2 separate regions of the Mus musculus genome follow, and region 2 is linked to region 1. The links are chromatin contacts, called in public HiChIP or PLAC-seq maps. All regions are on one chromosome and are shown on one strand. Each heading gives the region's core, a stretch centred on a gene start, on an enhancer-like site or on the middle of the called end of the contact. The rest is flanking DNA. Distances are from core to core; before and after follow the strand shown.

Region 1 (4,340 bases), core at 762-3,261:
CAAATATACACATATTGTGCTTATATATATATATATACACACACACAATACATATATATTTATAAACACACACATATAAATATACATATATACAATCTTCATATTCATATATATATACAGATATTGTGTACATGTTTTCCTATATAAACATACATAAAGAGCAAAATGGTAAAATGTATGTGTGTGTCTGTCTGTGTGTGTGTCTGTGTGTGTGTGTGTGTGTCTGTGTAGACTCTGGAGCTGGACAAACCTAGATTTTTTATTTATTTGTTTGTGTTGGGGGATCTCAGCAGCCATAGTGAGTGTGGAGGTCAGAGGACAGCTTCACCTGAGTCTGTTCTCTCTTCCTACTATGTGGCCTGGGGATCAAGCTTAGGTTCTCAGGCTTGGGGACAAGAGTCTATAGATGCCAAGCCATCTCCCCAGCCCTTGATGTGTGTGTGTGTGTGTGTGTGTGTGTGTGTGTGTGTGTGTGTGTGGATGTGTGTGGTGTGTGTTTGTGTGTGGTGTGTATGTGTGGGGATGTGTGTGTGGAGTGTGTGTGTATTTGTGTGTGTGGAGTATGTGTGTATGTGTTTGTGTGGAGTATGTGTGTGTATGTGTTTGTGTGTGGGGGTGTGTATTTGTGTGTGTGTGTGGAGTGTGTTGTGGGGGTGTGTGGTGTGTGTTTGTGTGTGTGGCATATGTGTATGTGTGTGTTTGTGCTTGTGTGTATGTGGAGTATGGGTGTGTGTGGTGTGTGTTTGTATGTGTGGTGTGTGTGTGTGTTTGTGTGTGCTTGTGTGTATGTGGAGTGTGTGTGTGTATGTGTGTGGTGTGTGTTTGTGTGTGTGGTGTATGTGTGTGTGTGGTGTGTTTATGTAAGACAAGGACTCTTGTAACTCTGGCTATCCTTGACCTTGTTGTATAGTAAGGGTAACTTTGAACTCCATATCTTCCTGTTCCCCCTCCTACCTTCTGGGATTCCAGACCTTGCCACGATGCCTAAAAAACCCACAGATCTTTCTTGCTGTGGCTGTGTTCCTTGGCAGCTAGAAAGACATTTAAAATGTAAGTTTAACCATCAGTAAACTGAGGGCACCACAGATTCCATTAGATAGACTATAAGGACAAAAGAGAAGATCTGTGCTGAGTATTTGGCATCTGCCCTACATCCAGCAAGCTGTGACCATGCCCAGCATGGTGAATGGTGAGCACTCTGAAGACAAGATTGGCATGATCTTGGCATCTGTGTGGATTACACCATGGGAGGCTGCCTTACCATGCTTCACTGGGGTGGCTTGTCTGTGAGGTCTGCCAAGTCTCTGAGAACTGGGTCTAAGCCAAGAGACATGTCATAGTCTTTTGAGGGATTTTCTTTTAACCTGTTTAGTTATTTATTATTTATGTATGTGTGTACTTTCAGAGGCCAGAAAAGGGCATCAGATCCCTACCCTACCCCACCCTGCCCAGCTAGAGTTACTGGCAGTTGTGAGTCACCCAACCTAACATGGGTACTTGGTACTGAACCCTTGACCTCTGGAGGAAGAGTATGTACTCTTAACTGTTGAGCCATCTCTCCAGCTCTTTAGACACAATTTATTATTTGACTTTGAGTTTCTGTGTAGGCTTATTAGTCTTGAAAAACTATGTTTCAACAGACCACACATGACCAGTCCTGATCTTTGACGCAGGGCCAAAAATGTCTCAGAAGCCTGGCAAGTGGGGCACACAGAGCATACTGAAAGCCAGCAAGGCCCCCTGTACTGCATGTGTTCTGTGTAAATGAAGACACTCAGAAGACCAGTTGGTTTTGACCTCTGGATCCAATGGATAGAACCACTGGACAGGCAATGTCGGCTGTGGGTACACCATGCGTTGTGGTTCTGTGTACTGGGGCTGCAGGGCTGGCCTGTGGTTAGATGAGAATCCAGACTGCTGGAATCTAGAAATGTCAGCTGGCTAGGCAGCTGTCTGTCCAGGAGCAAGGTCAGACATACAGGATGAGTCAGGATGGGTTTGGACGACACTAGTGTAGGATGTTCAGAGGCTAGTCCAGGCTGCCTGTCACAGGGATAGGTCAGGACTGAGAACAAGGCTAGCCAGAGCTGTGTCCAAGAACCAGAGTGGAAACTAGAGAGAGAGAGAGAGAGAGAGAGAGAGAAAGCCAAAGGCCACAGCAGGGCGGGGCAGAGAGGGACGGGGGAAGAGGAATGTTTTCTTTGCTTGCTAACTGGTCAGGAAGTCTGTATCAAGAAAAGGGAGACGAGGGCGCAGAAGACGGGTTTCCTTTCTGTAGGACAGAACCTGGCGAGCAGAGGGCAGTCTGACCCAGGGTAACTTGCAGTTTCTGTGGGGAGGAGTTCAGGGTAAGAGGGGGTCACCTGTGCTACTTCCCCAGGGTCCTGTCACATGGACATTTCTCCCTCTCATCCTCATATAGACTCAACTGTGCCGCAGAAATAAATGAACCCCGAAGCTCAGTGGTTAGCACAAGGATCCTCTAGTTGCTGCTCCGGGGCCTGTGTGCTCTGAGTTGACGATAGCCAAGAGTCTTTGTTCTGAGGCCCCAAGCTGCCTCTCTCTTATGTTCTGTTGTGACCTCTGCTATAGTGCAGAAGAAAAGACTGGGAAAGTTCCCTTACTTCACTCTAACCCCACACTGTATTTCTTTTTTTTTTTAATTTAGTTTAATTTTTTATTTTTTGAACATTAGTGTTTTATCTGCACATATGTCTATGTGGAGGTGTTAGGTCCCCTGGAACTAGAGTTACAGACAGTTGTAAACTGCCACATGGGTGCTAGAAATTGAACCCTGGTCTCCTGGAAGAGCAGTCAATGCTCTTAACCCCCGGATCCCTCTCTCCAGCTCCCAACACTGTATTTCTTATCTAGACTTTTTGGGCAAGTTCCTTAACAGTCTCCACATTTCCACCCTTGTCTTCCCCAGGTCTAAGGCAGCCAGCTCCAGGCATGACCATCATTGCCGCAGATCTGGTGATGTGCCCTTCTGCTGCCCTCTCCACTTATGGTCTAGCATAGCTCTGCCCTTCAGAGAACAAGCCATGGAGACTTAGTAAGATTTTCTCGGCCTTCTGAGTCTCATTTTGCCAGTTGCCCTACCTCTCCCAGTTGCTTACATCTCATATCCCCTTATCCTAGGCCCACGTCATCCTCTTTCTCTAGTCTATAACATTCCATGGCCTCTCTTAGTTCTAGAGCATCCCAGATTCCCTTTGTTCCTGTGACCTAGACCGCTCAGTACCCTCCCTGTTTGGCTACCTTTAACTTAACTTGCCATTTCTAAGCTTGCATGCCACTTTCCCAGAAAGCCTCTCTTGCATAAATTTGCAAGGAAAATCATAGGCTTCAGTAGACTGTAATCTTCAAGAGAGGGATTTCCATCTTGCTCCCTGAATGACCCACACACTTAGAACTGTCCTTAACACATAACAGTTAACACATAACTTCCTTGTATGAGTGAATGAATGAATGAATGAATGAACAAATTGTATGTAAAAATTCTTTAGCTCCAAAAACCAACACTAACCAACAAAGGTAGAAAAGAGAATCATTTAGAAGAATCCTAGGGTTTTTCACAGAGTCACCATGACGTGTGCAAAGCCGGTCTGACCAAGCCATGAAGGGTCGGCATCAGGCAGGAGAAACCACAGACGTGGTTACATCACAGGGATACCCTGGCAAGGGCACCACCCTGGCTTTGCTATCAGACACCGCTGCCCTGGCACTGCAGCTGCTGGGCATTAGCTACAGCTCCATGGCCCTTCTTGTGTTTCAGCTCTCATTAACCCTGTGACTTGACATTACCCTGGGAGAGTAGCAGCCTCAGACAGGAATATCTGATGGGTGAGATGAGTTCAGGCATCCATCTGTGGCTAGAGAGCTGCTGAAAGTGAGTCCTCGCACTTATCAATGGACCGGGCAGGCCTCCACCTGTTTTAGAACAGCCATTTAAGACTGAATGACCTCACAAACTTGAACTATGGGGACTGCTTAGAATAAAGATTTCCATCAACTCAGACGGGCATAAAAATTAGGAAATGTTGAGTCCACAATTCCTAGTCCTATTCCATTCTAAAAAGAACCATTATGATACGTTGGTAACAGTTCATCCACATGTCTATTAGATGCTTCTTGGATAAGAATTATCTCTTGAGTCATACAGGGCTAGACGTAGCAGTTACGGTATGCTTGCCCTTTGTATATGAAGCGAGCGCTCTGGTGTTTTTACTTGGGAATAAAATGGCTGGTTAGAGTCTCAAGGCTTGCCCAGGTGCCGTTGTGGGGATGATTGGTAACTCAGAGGGAATCACAGATGTCCCACAAGCAGGGAGCACACT
Region 2 (4,830 bases), core at 1,946-4,445, 1.8 Mb after region 1:
TTGGTGGGAGCCAGGATCGAAATGGAAGGAAGGAGGAACGGGAGGTGGAGCAGCGAGAGGAGCAAGACACCGGGCAAGGAGAAGGAACCAGACGTGACTTAAGACGGTGAACGATTCAGTATTTTCACAGGCACAATGGAAGCCATCTTTTTCTTTGGGTTTGGAGAACAGCACTTTGACGGTCTCTGTCTAGAAACTTCCATGTCTGGCTGAGTCCGTGCTGCCTCTGTCCTGAAGAGTGTAGCTTGAGCCTCCTTTCTCTGTAACCCATTTGCGGACTAGGACGCAGCAGGTCCCGAGGTGAGCAGGCTGATAAGAAGCCGAAGCTAATTGAAATCTTGGGCCTCTGACATGTGACTCTTGAGTCCTGTACCCTGAGAGTCCTGGGGCAAGGTGAAAAATATGCCCAGCTCCATGGGTGCTACCATCTTGTTTCTCTTAACTAGTTGGATTAATAAGTAGTGCACAACTGAACAGTTGCAAAGATTCAGATATAGCACACAGTAGTCCCCAAAATGCAGAAAACCTACTTGCAGAAAGGGATTCTTTTTTTACTCTGCACCAACTTTGTTGATTCTTCTCTCTCTCTCTCTTTCCTTCTTTCTTCCTTCCTTCCTTTCCTTCTTTCTCTCTCTCTCCCTCTCTCTCTCCTTCTCTCTCTCTCCCTCTCTCTCTCTCCCTCCCTCCCTCCTTCCCCCTCTTTCTTTCTTTCTTTCTTTCTTTCTTTCTTTCTTTCTTTCTTTCTTTCTTTCTTTCTTTCTTTCCTTTCTCTCTCTCTCTCTCTCCCTCCCTCCCTCCCTCCCTCCCTCCCTCCCTCTCTCTCTCTCTCTCTCTCTTTCTTTCTTTCTTTCTTTCATTTGGTTTTGTTTTCTCTGCATAACACGCTCTGGCTGTCCTGGACTCACTTTGTAGAACAGGCTGGCCTCAAACTCACAGAGATCTGCCCACCTCTGCCTCCTGAGTGCAGGTGTGATTAATGGTGTGTGCCACCACACCCATTTGATTGAATTCTTCAATCAAATTCTTTCTCAACTGAGCTGTTTTGGCTGTCTGTGTTGAATTTTTAATGTCTGGCTTAGAAGGAAGTAATTTAAACCACAAGCATATCTGAACCTTCAAACCAATATGGCTACAGAACAGGTTGCAGTCAAGATTCTCCCATCAGAATACTGGGTCAAGGCCCAACAAGAGAGATGGTCTACACCCCGAACCAGATGGTCTCCTTAACCCCCCTGAAGTGGATGCTGAACAATCTAATTCCTGGTTGGGCAACAGTTATGGTGTCAAGGCTACAGAAGCCCAGGAGTTCTGTCTTTCTTCAAGAACCAGCCTAATATTTGGCTCAATATTCTTAAAGGGAATTATTCAGTAATTAGAAATATTCTGTAAGTCCTATTTAAAAAAAAAATGTGGGCCTAGGAGATGACTCATCCTAGCTACATGAACCCAAGTTCAAGGCCCAGACCATATAGCAAGCCACTTGTGTTGGTGGCAGCTGTAACCCCAGGACTCCTACAGTGACCTGGGAGATGGAGACGAGGGAATCATCTGGAAACCCGAGGGCCAGCTCTCCTGGAGGAGGACGCACAGCCACAGAGAAACAACAGTGCAAGCCTGCCAGGTGGGGTGAAAGGTGAGAACTGAGTTCTGACGCTTGTCATTAAAAAGGCCATAAATAAGTACACACCTGTAATTGCAACACACCGGAAGTGGAGGCAGGAGCTTCGTAAGCCGGAGGTCAGTCTGGACTACATCGTGAGACCCTCCCTGTTTAGAAAAAAAAAAAAAAAGTTATATGAAGAAGCATACATATAAATGCTTCCTACTTTAAACAAGAAACAAAATTTGTCCAAGAAACTTCATCGGTATTCTTTTTATATCTCTTCAGCTGGATCACATACACTTCTAGGCCAATCAGTGCCAAAGGTCTGGGCTGCCCTTCCTTACCTTAGCATCACTGGGGCTGATGGAGACTGTATTCTCCCTTACCCGACTGCTGCTCTCCCTGTTTCTGGACAATATCGGGCATGGGAGATACACATTGGCTGACCACATTGGGAAAGAGGCAAACAGCAGAGGAACTGCCCACGGCTCTTCATGTCACAATGCAAGCAGAACATTTTTTCCTGTCTTACCACAGTAGATACAACTTTGAGTGAGAAGCAGAAGTCTTCTCTGGGTTCATGTATGGTACAAGAAGTCCAGTCATGGGCCTGACCATCAGCTCTGGGATCAATCAACCAGGAGTAACAGCAGGTTGGTTCCTGGGGTAGGCTGAGAGGCACAAACGTAAATTCTTTCTTAGGCTTCCTCCAGAAAGTCTCAGGTTTGAAATTTGTAAGAGGGTTTAAAAGGGAGAAAAACGGAGTTTGTAAATTCAAAGAAACACACAGAAATTTGAATAGAAAGAACAAAGCAAACTTAACAAAGGTTGAAGGGGGCTTTGAAATGGCACACATTATTGCCTGGGATGACTTTGAATGATCAAACACTCTAGTTAAAAGAGACAAAAATAAGAAGAAAGACACTGTTGCAGAGGTTGAAATGTTGACCTGTGTGTAATTCTGGGGATTCATTCTCATTTTGTACAGGAGTAGGTATGTGGGTGATGTGTCATTTTAGCAGTAGAAAATTCATCAAGCTAGGCATGGTGCCGCATGCCTATAATCCCAGCTCTGGGGAAACTGAGGCAGAAAGTTTCCTTACCTTTTAAGGTTGAGGTTAGCCAACACCACATAGAGACTGTCTAAAAAAAAAAAATCTATTTTTGCACCCACCAAATAAACAAATACTTACTGATCAGAGATTTGAAAAAGCACCTAGCCTCAGGTTGGGCAAAGCGCTTGAGATGTCAGACAGTTGGTCGTGCAAATGACAGAGGTTTTGGAGCTAAGAATCCAGCTTTGGCTGGGCAGTGGTGGTGCATGCCTTTAATCCCAGCACCTGGGAGGCAGAAGTAGGCAGATTTCTGAGTTCCAGGCCAGCCTGGGCTACATAGAGAAACCCTGTCTCAGAAACAAACAAACAAACAAACAAACAAAGAATCCAGCCTTGGCAAGCTCAGCCTTTCTCCCCACTGTGAACCTGACTGACTTCCTTACTCTCAGCTCCCCTCTTATAAATGCTTGGTTATAAATGGAAACCACCTCTCCTAGCTTGGTTGTCTGTGCTTAGTCATAGACCCTTGATACAGGGTGTGGTGGTTTGAACCGAAATGGTTCCCTTAGACTCATGTTCAAATGATTGGACCATAGGGAGTGGCACTATTAGGAGGTGTGGCCTTATTGGAGGAAGTGTGTTACTGTGGGGGCGGGCTTTGAGGTCATGCCTACTCAAGCTACACCCAGTAAGGAACACAGCCTCCTGCTTCTGTGGATCAAGATGTAGAACTCTCAGCTCCATCTCTAGGTTCCCAATCAAGGGCAAAGAGCAACTGAGGAACTCACTCAGCACTGATTTCTGGTCTCCTCCTCTAGAACCACAGGTAACACATACACACCATACACACACACACACACACACACACACACACACCACACCACACACACACACACACACACACACACACACACACACACACACACACACCACACCACACACACACACACACACACACACACACACCACACCACACCACACACACAGCACCACATACACACAAACACACACACACACACACACACACACACACACACACCACACCACACCACACTACACACACCACACAGACACACACACCACCACACACCATACACACACACAACACTCCCCCACACACACACCACACCACACAGACACACACACCACCACACACAACACACACACACAACACCCACACACACCACACCACACAGACACACACACCACCACACACAACACACACACACACAACACCCACACACACCACACCACACCACACACAACACACAGACACACACACCCCAAAACCAAATGACAGTTGAAATGTTATCCTCACGTCATGCTTGTAATTCCAGCACAGGGGAAGCTGGGGCAGGAGGACTATTCTGAATTTCAGGCCAGCCCAAAACCCCCAAAAATTAATTTTAGGGTATGTATATTTTACTACAATAAAAATAAAGGGAAGGGTTGGTGAGGTGGTTCATTGGTTAAGAGCACTGGCTGCTCTTCCAGGGGTCCTGAGTTCAATTCCCAGCAACCACATGGTGGCTCACAACCATCTGTAATGAGATCCAATGCCCTCTTCTGGTGTGTCTGAGGAGAGCCATAGTGTACTCACATAAGTAAGTTAAATAAATAAATAAATCTAAAAAACAATCTCTTGGGGCCAAGGATATAGTTCAATGTGAAGTCTGATTAATATGTACATACCCCAGGTTTGAGTGCCATCATATTATTAACAAGGGAGGGTGTGCTGTAGAGATGGCTCAGTGGTTAAGAGCACTTCCTGTTCTCCCAGAGGACCAGAGTTCAGTTCTTAGCATCCATATCAGGTGGCTCACGATCACAGCAAGATGTCTCTTTTTTTTTTTAAAGATTTATTTATTATTATATGTAAGTACACTGTAGCTGTCTTCAGACACTCCAGAAGAGGGTGTCAGATCTCATTACAGATGGTTGTAAGCCACCATGTGGTTGCTGGGATTTGAACTCAGGACCTTCGGAAGAGCAGTCAGTGCTCTTAACCGCTGAGCCATCTCTCCAGTCCGCAAGATGTCTCTTGCAGCCTCTCCAGGTACCATCCCCCACCATGCCACACAGACATCCATATTTTTAAAAAGATAAACTACTTTTTATCTTAAAAAAAAATCCCTTGTCAGTGCAGACAGTCTAATCCTTGTCCTGTGTGGT

The links. HiChIP or PLAC-seq counts read pairs in DNA pulled down with a chosen protein or histone mark.
Region 2: a FOXA1 HiChIP or PLAC-seq map of pancreatic cancer cells shows a contact between it and region 1. The contact joins two enhancer-like sites. A contact is called at or near these places in 1 of 39 promoter capture datasets (liver), 1 of 115 datasets of contacts at active chromatin or transcription factors (pancreatic cancer cells) and 2 of 9 other capture datasets (adipose tissue and liver).

What each region holds. Positions count from the first base shown.
Region 1 is chr5:64,195,095-64,199,434 of GRCm38.p6, forward strand. All of the region lies in intron 2 of Tbc1d1 (TBC1 domain family, member 1), which reads left to right. Among named protein-coding and RNA genes, the nearest start is that of Tbc1d1, 37 kb to the left of the region's middle. Within about 2 kb of position 2,012, at least 74 of the 459 cell types and tissues checked have an H3K27ac peak or open chromatin away from gene starts, as enhancers often do. A contact at or near this core is called in pancreatic cancer cells, where this site is marked.
Region 2 is chr5:65,988,151-65,992,980 of GRCm38.p6, forward strand. It overlaps 9130230L23Rik (RIKEN cDNA 9130230L23 gene), which reads right to left. Exons shown (of 7, transcript NR_027961.1): 5 at 2,136-2,274; 6 at 1,688-1,767; 7 at 1-383. Among named protein-coding and RNA genes, the nearest start is that of 9130230L23Rik, 14 kb to the right of the region's middle. Within about 2 kb of position 3,196, at least 80 of the 459 cell types and tissues checked have an H3K27ac peak or open chromatin away from gene starts, as enhancers often do. A contact at or near this core is called in pancreatic cancer cells, where this site is marked.